2 separate regions of the Bombyx mori genome follow, and region 2 is linked to region 1. The links are chromatin contacts, called in public Hi-C maps. All regions are on one chromosome and are shown on one strand. The core of a region is the stretch at or near the end of the contact, and the rest is flanking DNA. Distances in the headings are between cores, read along the strand shown.

The links. A called contact is a pair of places that touch in the nucleus more often than the background predicts.
Region 2: a contact with region 1 is called in a Hi-C map of whole pupa, with 5 times the contacts expected there. The contact joins two enhancer-like sites. A contact is called at or near these places in 4 of 7 Hi-C or Micro-C datasets (midgut, posterior silk gland and whole pupa).

What each region holds. Positions count from the first base shown.
Region 1 is chr14:12,509,748-12,513,688 of ASM3026992v2, reverse strand. LOC101744498 (neurobeachin) reads left to right here. Exons shown (of 53, transcript XM_062672222.1): 50 at 61-194; 51 at 671-864; 52 at 2,212-2,363; 53 at 3,124-3,941. The coding sequence ends at 3,214. Among protein-coding and RNA genes, the nearest start is that of RpS3, 8.9 kb to the right of the region's middle. Within about 2 kb of position 2,223, at least 5 of the 8 cell types and tissues checked have open chromatin away from gene starts, as enhancers often do.
Region 2 is chr14:12,610,493-12,614,025 of ASM3026992v2, reverse strand. It overlaps LOC101744498 (neurobeachin), which reads left to right. Exons shown (of 53, transcript XM_062672222.1): 39 at 1,048-1,165; 40 at 1,868-1,970. It overlaps LOC101744355 (facilitated trehalose transporter Tret1-2 homolog), which reads right to left. Exons shown (of 5, transcript XM_021346404.3): 5 at 2,514-3,533. The coding sequence ends at 3,281. Among protein-coding and RNA genes, the nearest start is that of LOC110384805, 36 kb to the left of the region's middle. Within about 2 kb of position 2,110, at least 8 of the 8 cell types and tissues checked have open chromatin away from gene starts, as enhancers often do.

The DNA.
Region 1 (3,941 bases), core at 974-3,473:
GCGGCGAATTCGCCCTTTTTGGACCAGGTCTTATTAGCGTGTTGTGTCTGTGTCGCGCAGGTCCGCCCGGCACGGCGGCATCGTCGGCGAGGGCGACAGTCCGGCGCCGCGCGTGACGCTCACGGGACACGACGCGCCCGTCAACGGCGTGCTCGTCTCTGCAGAACTCGGACTCGTCATCTCCTCCTCGCTCAGTCAGTGCAGCCCTCACCTCATCTAACTAACTTATGCTAACAGATGACGTCACAAGTTTATGTAACATTGTGCACCTCTAGAGTTGTGCACCTATTTATGTCATGCAAAATGTCAATACTAATTCAATATGAAGTGTTTTTAAATTTAATAATTTCATGGACACGTGTCAATATTGCTTATGTAAGGCCAGAGAAAGTGAAAAAGAAATTTTATTAAGAAATTGCCAATATGTATTATACTAATAATTGTAAATGAACTATTTTTGAAAATCAAGACGCTACTAGAGAACCACTGTAGTGCATTGGTAGATACCATTAAAAACGTAAAGTAATTCAAAACTCATATCATTCAATGTTTTCCAAGCACGCAATGTAACACAATTAAAAATCCGATAACACACGAGGTCAATGGCCGCAGTCCCGAGCGACGCGACGTTATTATGCAGTGAATTAAATAAAGTTGGCCGTCCACACAGACGGTCCGGTGCTGATCCACACGACGTTCGGCGAGGTGCTGCGCTCACTGAGCAGCGGGGAGGCGTCGGGTCCGCAGCAGCTGGCACTGTCCCGGGAGGGCGTGCTGGTGGTCGCGTACGCCAAGGGACACCTCGCCGCCTACACCCTCAACGGACGGAGGCTCAGGCATGAGACGCACAACGATAACTTCCAGGTAATCATTGCTACCGGAAGGCTACATGATGCAACGCGATGCCACTAAACGTCAATACCTTTTTATTATTTTATTATTTAATCCTACATATGCTCGTAATTTTCAAATATCATTACAAAAAATCCTCACCGACTAAATTTGTAATCAGATACCTACCGCCATTAACTATAATGTCCTTTCAACTAAGATCACACTTGCTCACAAGAAAACGGCTTAACCTATTTTTTCCTACCTATGCTAATATCCTTGAGAGGCTATGTCAGCGTTGCCCTAGCGTGTAGGTGAGCTCTCGGGGCTCAAACCGGAGACGTTACTAACACTGGCCCTAGCAATAGCAGCGCTTCGCAGAAACGACCACCGGATCGGAAAAGCGACCCACTGAGAAAATCCGGCGAGAAACTTAGTGGGCTGTGTCTGTGGGTAAATTTACGGTGACCGGTGCCTTTTTAAGAGCAAAACTTTTAATCAAATTTACTATCCGACCCAAGCGACAGAGCAACGCAAAGCCGCCGTCGCCCGAAATATGTCTTGTGACATCGTCCGGATCCACTTTTGGTGCTCTTAGGCTCCTCAAGCACCGATCGCCGTCTTTGTTTCGTCTCACCGCTCACGGAAGCTTCTCATTGGGTCGCGATTCAGTGGGTCGGTGGTAATTCAGCGAAGCACTGTCCTTGCTAGGGCTAGTGTTAGCAAATTCCCTCAGGCTGAGCCCGTGAGCTAGCCTACCCGTCCGAAGCGTAGCTGGAACAATCTCTTAGGCTAACAGAGAATGTCGCAAGAAAAAAAAGTTAATTGCACTATATGAGAATGCGGCAATGTCTCTGTGTTAATACCACCTCAAACGGGTGTACGAGAGCATAATCAGCTGACGAGATCATAGCGCACTTGGTGTTCGGTGTTCCCCGGAGCGTGTAGATGGGAATTCCACCATTCACTCACCCTGAGACATTTTACTGGTGGTAGAACGTCTTGTAAGTCTGCACGGGTAGGTACCACCACTCTGCCTATTTCTGCCGTGAAGCAGTAATGCGTTTCGTTTTGAAGGATGAGGCAGTCGTTGTACTGTTAAAACGGAGACCTTACGACTCATGTCTTAAGGAGGATGGCTAAAAAAAACCAACTGAGCAATAAAAAAAGTAAGGATGAACTTTTAGTTGTATTATAAATGCACTATTCATCCTTCGTCTCAGGGTATAAATGGCCAGGGAGGGGGTCCGACTTTACCACCGATTGGGGCCGGATGACTGTCCGTGATTTGTTTCCAATTATTATTATTTACACGACATATATATGTACATAAGACGACCGTGGCTGTGGTCGGCTGACGCGCGTGTATTGTGTGCGCAGTGCGTGGTGCTGTCCCGGTGCGGCGAGTACGTGGTGTGCGGCGGCGCGGCCGGCGTGGTGGAGGTGTGGCGCGCCGCCACGCTGGCGCCGCTCTACGCCTTCCCGCCTGCCGGCGCGCCCGTCGCCTCACTCGCGCTCTCGCACGACCAGAAGTACGTACTGCACGCACGCACGCTCACACGTTCATTTAATGTTTCTTAAGGTTTAAATGGGTAATAAAAGTGGTTTATTAATTGTTTAACATCTGTGAGAGGGCACAAACGTGAGAAATTTAAACATAACCGCTTAACGTAACTTCTTGGGTTCTTCCATGAAGTCGCCTGAAAAAGTCTCATTAAATAACCACAAATTTACTAAAACCCTTATTCCATCCCATCTAATCTCTAGAAGAATATAAGGAAACATAAGACTTGGCTTAAAGGTGTCGTGAACAGACCGTAAAATCTTTAAAAAAAAATTACAACCGACACTGTTAATCTTAGCGTCCACCTTTTTCTTCTTGTCTTGATCCCACATTATGTGAAGCCGACGACGCTGCGTGTCCAATTTTCCATTGCTATGAATATCATAAGGATTTGAAATGAGTTTTACGAACGACCGCCTGTCGTCAACCTTCCTTGGGAATGCTGTCGTTGCCCTAAAATGATAGCTAGAAATTTCGACATCCATGAGAATATATGTCATTTATTGGAATTACCTAAGGTAGTAATCGCACAACCACCATACAATAGATATCAGGCACCGATCTTACAATAACTTTATTTAAAAACAATAGAATGTTTAACATTATATTTCCATTGCTTAAATATAATATCACCCGCGATATGTAGTGCATTTATGAATGGCCAATCATACACAAGACAAAACTTCATCATTTATTCAACTATGTCTGACATACATCTTAATTTTCAGATTCCTGCTAGCAGGTCTTGAAAACGGTTCCCTGGTTGTTTTCCACATAGACTTCAACAGATGGCATCACGAGTACCAGCAAAGATATTGAGGCTTGATAAACACTAGTTTCTAAACGAACTAGATTTAAAAAGAAATCAATTATAAATTTATATATAATACAAAAAGCAATGTTAGCGACAACATAATGTTAGGTTAGATCGGTTAGTTCGCGTGACAAACAGTGTATCGTTTTGATAATATTGTGAGTGTTGTGACTAATGTAATGTGAATCGACTAAAATGTTAAACACTATTTACAACAAGATCAAAAATAATATGGTAAAAATTGGTCTTTCCTGATATAATAAAATTGAAAAACGCGATTTTTTGTTGTTGTCCGTTATATTGACATAATATTGTTTGAAATTCAAACATAGCAGCTACAATTTGACACCAGAGATATGACTGAATTTTTTATTGTTAATTAAATGGCGTGGTACTTAACATGGCATCATTTTAACATTCCATTTACAATATTATCTTATTTCAAAAATCCAAACGTTAAGCTTTAACCGTTATTAATGTTATTTAAAATAAAGTTATATAATTTTCATAATTGAAATTCATTGACAGCTATAGAGTAGTACCTAAGTAGATATTTTATGTAATATTTTAGTAGTGCCATAGAAAAGCTGCTATTTTTTTCATTAAATCCAGAGACAATTTCGCTTATTCGCTATTTATACTTGCAATTAACTTATGATTAGATCTCTTTTGATTATTTGACGTCCAAGTATTATAATAGAAGTTTAAGGTGCAATATTTTCAATGATTTGT
Region 2 (3,533 bases), core at 861-3,360, 100 kb before region 1:
TTCACCTATCTATCTCACGTCTCACACGCCTAACAAGGCGTAAAAAAGGTATTTTGTTTATTAAAAAGCTTTAATACAAAATACATTTTTTCTATAATTCTGGCCATCCTCTAGAATTTCTTAAACATTGTGGCCCGCCATTAAAAATGTTTGCCCACCACTGGTCTAGAGAGACCATAATATCAGCGTCATCAGACTAGTAGGTAAGCTCACGGGGCTCAAACCTGACGACGTTGCTAACTCGAACCCTATCAAGCAAGGGCCGTGCTTCGCAGAATCTACCACCGGAGGAGAAGGATGGAACGTTAAATTATGTGTCATATCGTAGCGGTAATTGAGGCCGTCAGCGCAAAAGTGCCCTAACCCACATTGTTTCATAATCATGCTTACATGTATATTGCAATTTATTTAAAATATAATAAATTTTGATGCAAATCCGGCCTATCCATAGTTTCACCCATACATAACAGATGGCTTTGTAAACATTATTTTTGCGTGTATTGTTTGTTTTTTTTCCTACTCAAATTCTGATTCATGAAAACTTAAACCTCCATTGCTCCATAATAACTATGATCAGATTAGACCACTTTTGCACTGACGGCCTCAATTATCATATAAGAATTATAGCATCAATCTGACGACAAGTTCTAAACTAAAATATTAAAATTGATACCCAGCCGAGTAATAATAGCTCTAACGCTCCGTGTAAGATCTCCCTTTTGTTGCCTGGTGGTAGGACCTCTAGTGAGTCCGCACGGGTAGGTACCACCACCACGCTGCCTATTTCTGCCATAAAGCAGCAATGCGTTTCGGTTTGAAGGGTGGGGCAGCCGTTGTGACTACACTGAGACCTTAGAACACAGATAACACAGATGGGGTTTATCTGTGCCTTAGAACTTATATCTCAAGGTGGGTGACGCGTTTACGTCGTAGATGTCTATGGGTCCCAGTAACCACTTAACACCAGGTGGCCTGTGAGCTCGTCCATCCATCTAAGCAATAATAATAAAATAATAAAAATTAAATTTTTTTTGTCCTTCGCTTCAGGTACTGAAATATTGTGAGCATCTACACGGGAAATGGTACTTCAGCGAGATACGAGCTATTTTCTCGAGACGCTACCTTCTCCAGAATGTCGCCGTCGAGCTGTTCCTCGCCAGCAGAAGTGAGTAAAAATATCTCTAATCTGTTAAAATCTGCCTTGCGTCTTAAGAAATTTTGGTTTTCTGAGGCGAACTTATCTAAGTGACATAGTATCAAGATTAGTTAGTTGAACAAGTTCGTATGAAAGTTCTTATTAGTTTGGTTGTCCATCAGATCCAATAATCTTTGCATTAGACGTCTTCAGCTCTAGCACTAGCAGGAGCAGGCTTAGGGACCCCGGTAACCGTACTCGTCGAACTCGACAAAGAGTTCGACGTGCAACCTAACCCATGCATCAGCCCGCTGAGTTTCTCGCCGGATCTTCTCAGCGGGTCGCAATTCCATTCCGGTAGTAGATTCATTCGCGAAGCAGCTGCTCTTGAGTTGTTAGGTCTCCTTCGGAGGCGCTCGGGCAGTTGTTAGCAAATACCACCCCTCCTGGCTGAGCCTTTGCTCGCCCACCTGTCGTGGTGAAACTGGAAAGGCCTCCGGTCCACCAATAACCCTTCAATCCAAAAAAAAAAAGTTTGAGCGGCGCCGCGGGTGTCCAAAATTGGATTCATATCCGCTCAGTTGAACAAGTGCCACTATTTGTGAAAAGCTTCCGAATATCTTGAAAATTCCTGCCCAAGTCGCCCGCGCTGAAGTGGGCTTTGAAATACATCATAGTCAAAAAATGATTTAAACAAACAAAATCTTAAACAAAGAAAATTTTATTTTTCAGCTTCAATATTCTTCGCATTTCCCGACCAAGCGACAGTCAAGAAAGTAATCAAAGCGCTACCCCGAGTTGGTGTCGGCATCAAGTATGGCATCCCGCAGACCAGGTAAGTGCCCCTATATATATAAATCCAACATTATAGATTACCTACCTAGGATGCTTTGATAAGCAGATAATTGTTCATCTAGTTTTAATGTTACTTTACGAAAATGAAACTTGAAACGAGCGCCATCTATTGAAAATATTCCAAAAGCCTACGATTTAATACCAACGTCGATGTGCTGCCATCTAGTAAAAATAATGTGATATGTCTCCAAATAAACCAATGGGCTTAATTAATAGAAACTGTCGATAGATGGCGTTACTAATTACAATCTGAACTCGCGCTGCTATAATCAGAATTTTATCAGTACATAAACTGAGCCAACAATCATTGTCATATACAAGTTTGTATGATTTTCTTTTGGTCGTCACGCGAATATTTCAGTTTTTGTTTTCCTAAAATATGAAATTATCGGATCAGCCGTCGCCAAATGGTGCGCTAACCAAAATTCGATTTTTCATTTTGAATTTTTGTATTTCTGTTTTGATTTTAAGTAATTTTCTACAAAACTAGGAACAGAACTGGAGAGTTAAATAAAAGTAACAATTTAAAGAAACACTAAATTTATTTCAGTCATCACAGTTGAATCACCATACACAATAATTAATAGAGCCTTAAATATATTAACTATTATTGTTTCATTATACCTAATATAATATTTACACATACGTTATGGTAACATACAGTATATAAATCACATTTGAATTGCACGCTGCTTTTCCGAACCCTATTAAATAATTAAACATTACACGAAAACAATCAAATCCCTAAAATGTAAACATCTAAAAAGTACACAAGCAACTTTATTTTGTACCTAAAAATAATTAAATTAAATCATCACCTCCTTATTAACTAAAACTTTGAATAGGAATGTTTAAACTTTCTCGTTTAAATCTACAATTAAAAATATTTGAACCTATAATAATACTGATCACAAAATTCACGATTAATAATTAAAATTACACAAAAAAAAACTACTTAATAAATATAACAACAACTAGTACACATAATTAATGTTTTAAATTCATTGGTAACTTATTAATTAAACTAATAAAAAACATCTAATTCGCTGCAATAAAATCTCAAATTATCAGGAGACCATAATTTCGAAGAAGTTAAAATAATTTCAAAATATAACTTCGTAACGTTAAATTGTCACCGAAGTCCGAGTACCAGGAGACCATAAATGCAAAGAGCTCAATCACAATGAATGTCCGCCATAATTTCGAAAAAGTAATAAAAATTCAAATATAACTCGTAACGTTAAGTTATCACCGAAGTCCAAATACCAGGAGACCATAAATGCAAAGAGCTCAATCACAATGAGTGTCCGTTTTATTCGACTCTTCTGGCTTCCAAAGCTTAAAGTCTTCGCTCTTTTCTAAAGAAACAGCGGCTCCAGCGCTGTGTCTCCTCTGCACTGGCCTGCCCTCGATACTGCATCCCTTATCGCTCTTGTAGCCGGCTTCAAGATCTTTCTCATTTTTGTTATCATCGTCGAACTGCCTCATGATTTCCGTGAGAGTCTTCCCTTTAGTCTCCGGCAGAAACAGGAAGCAGTATGCC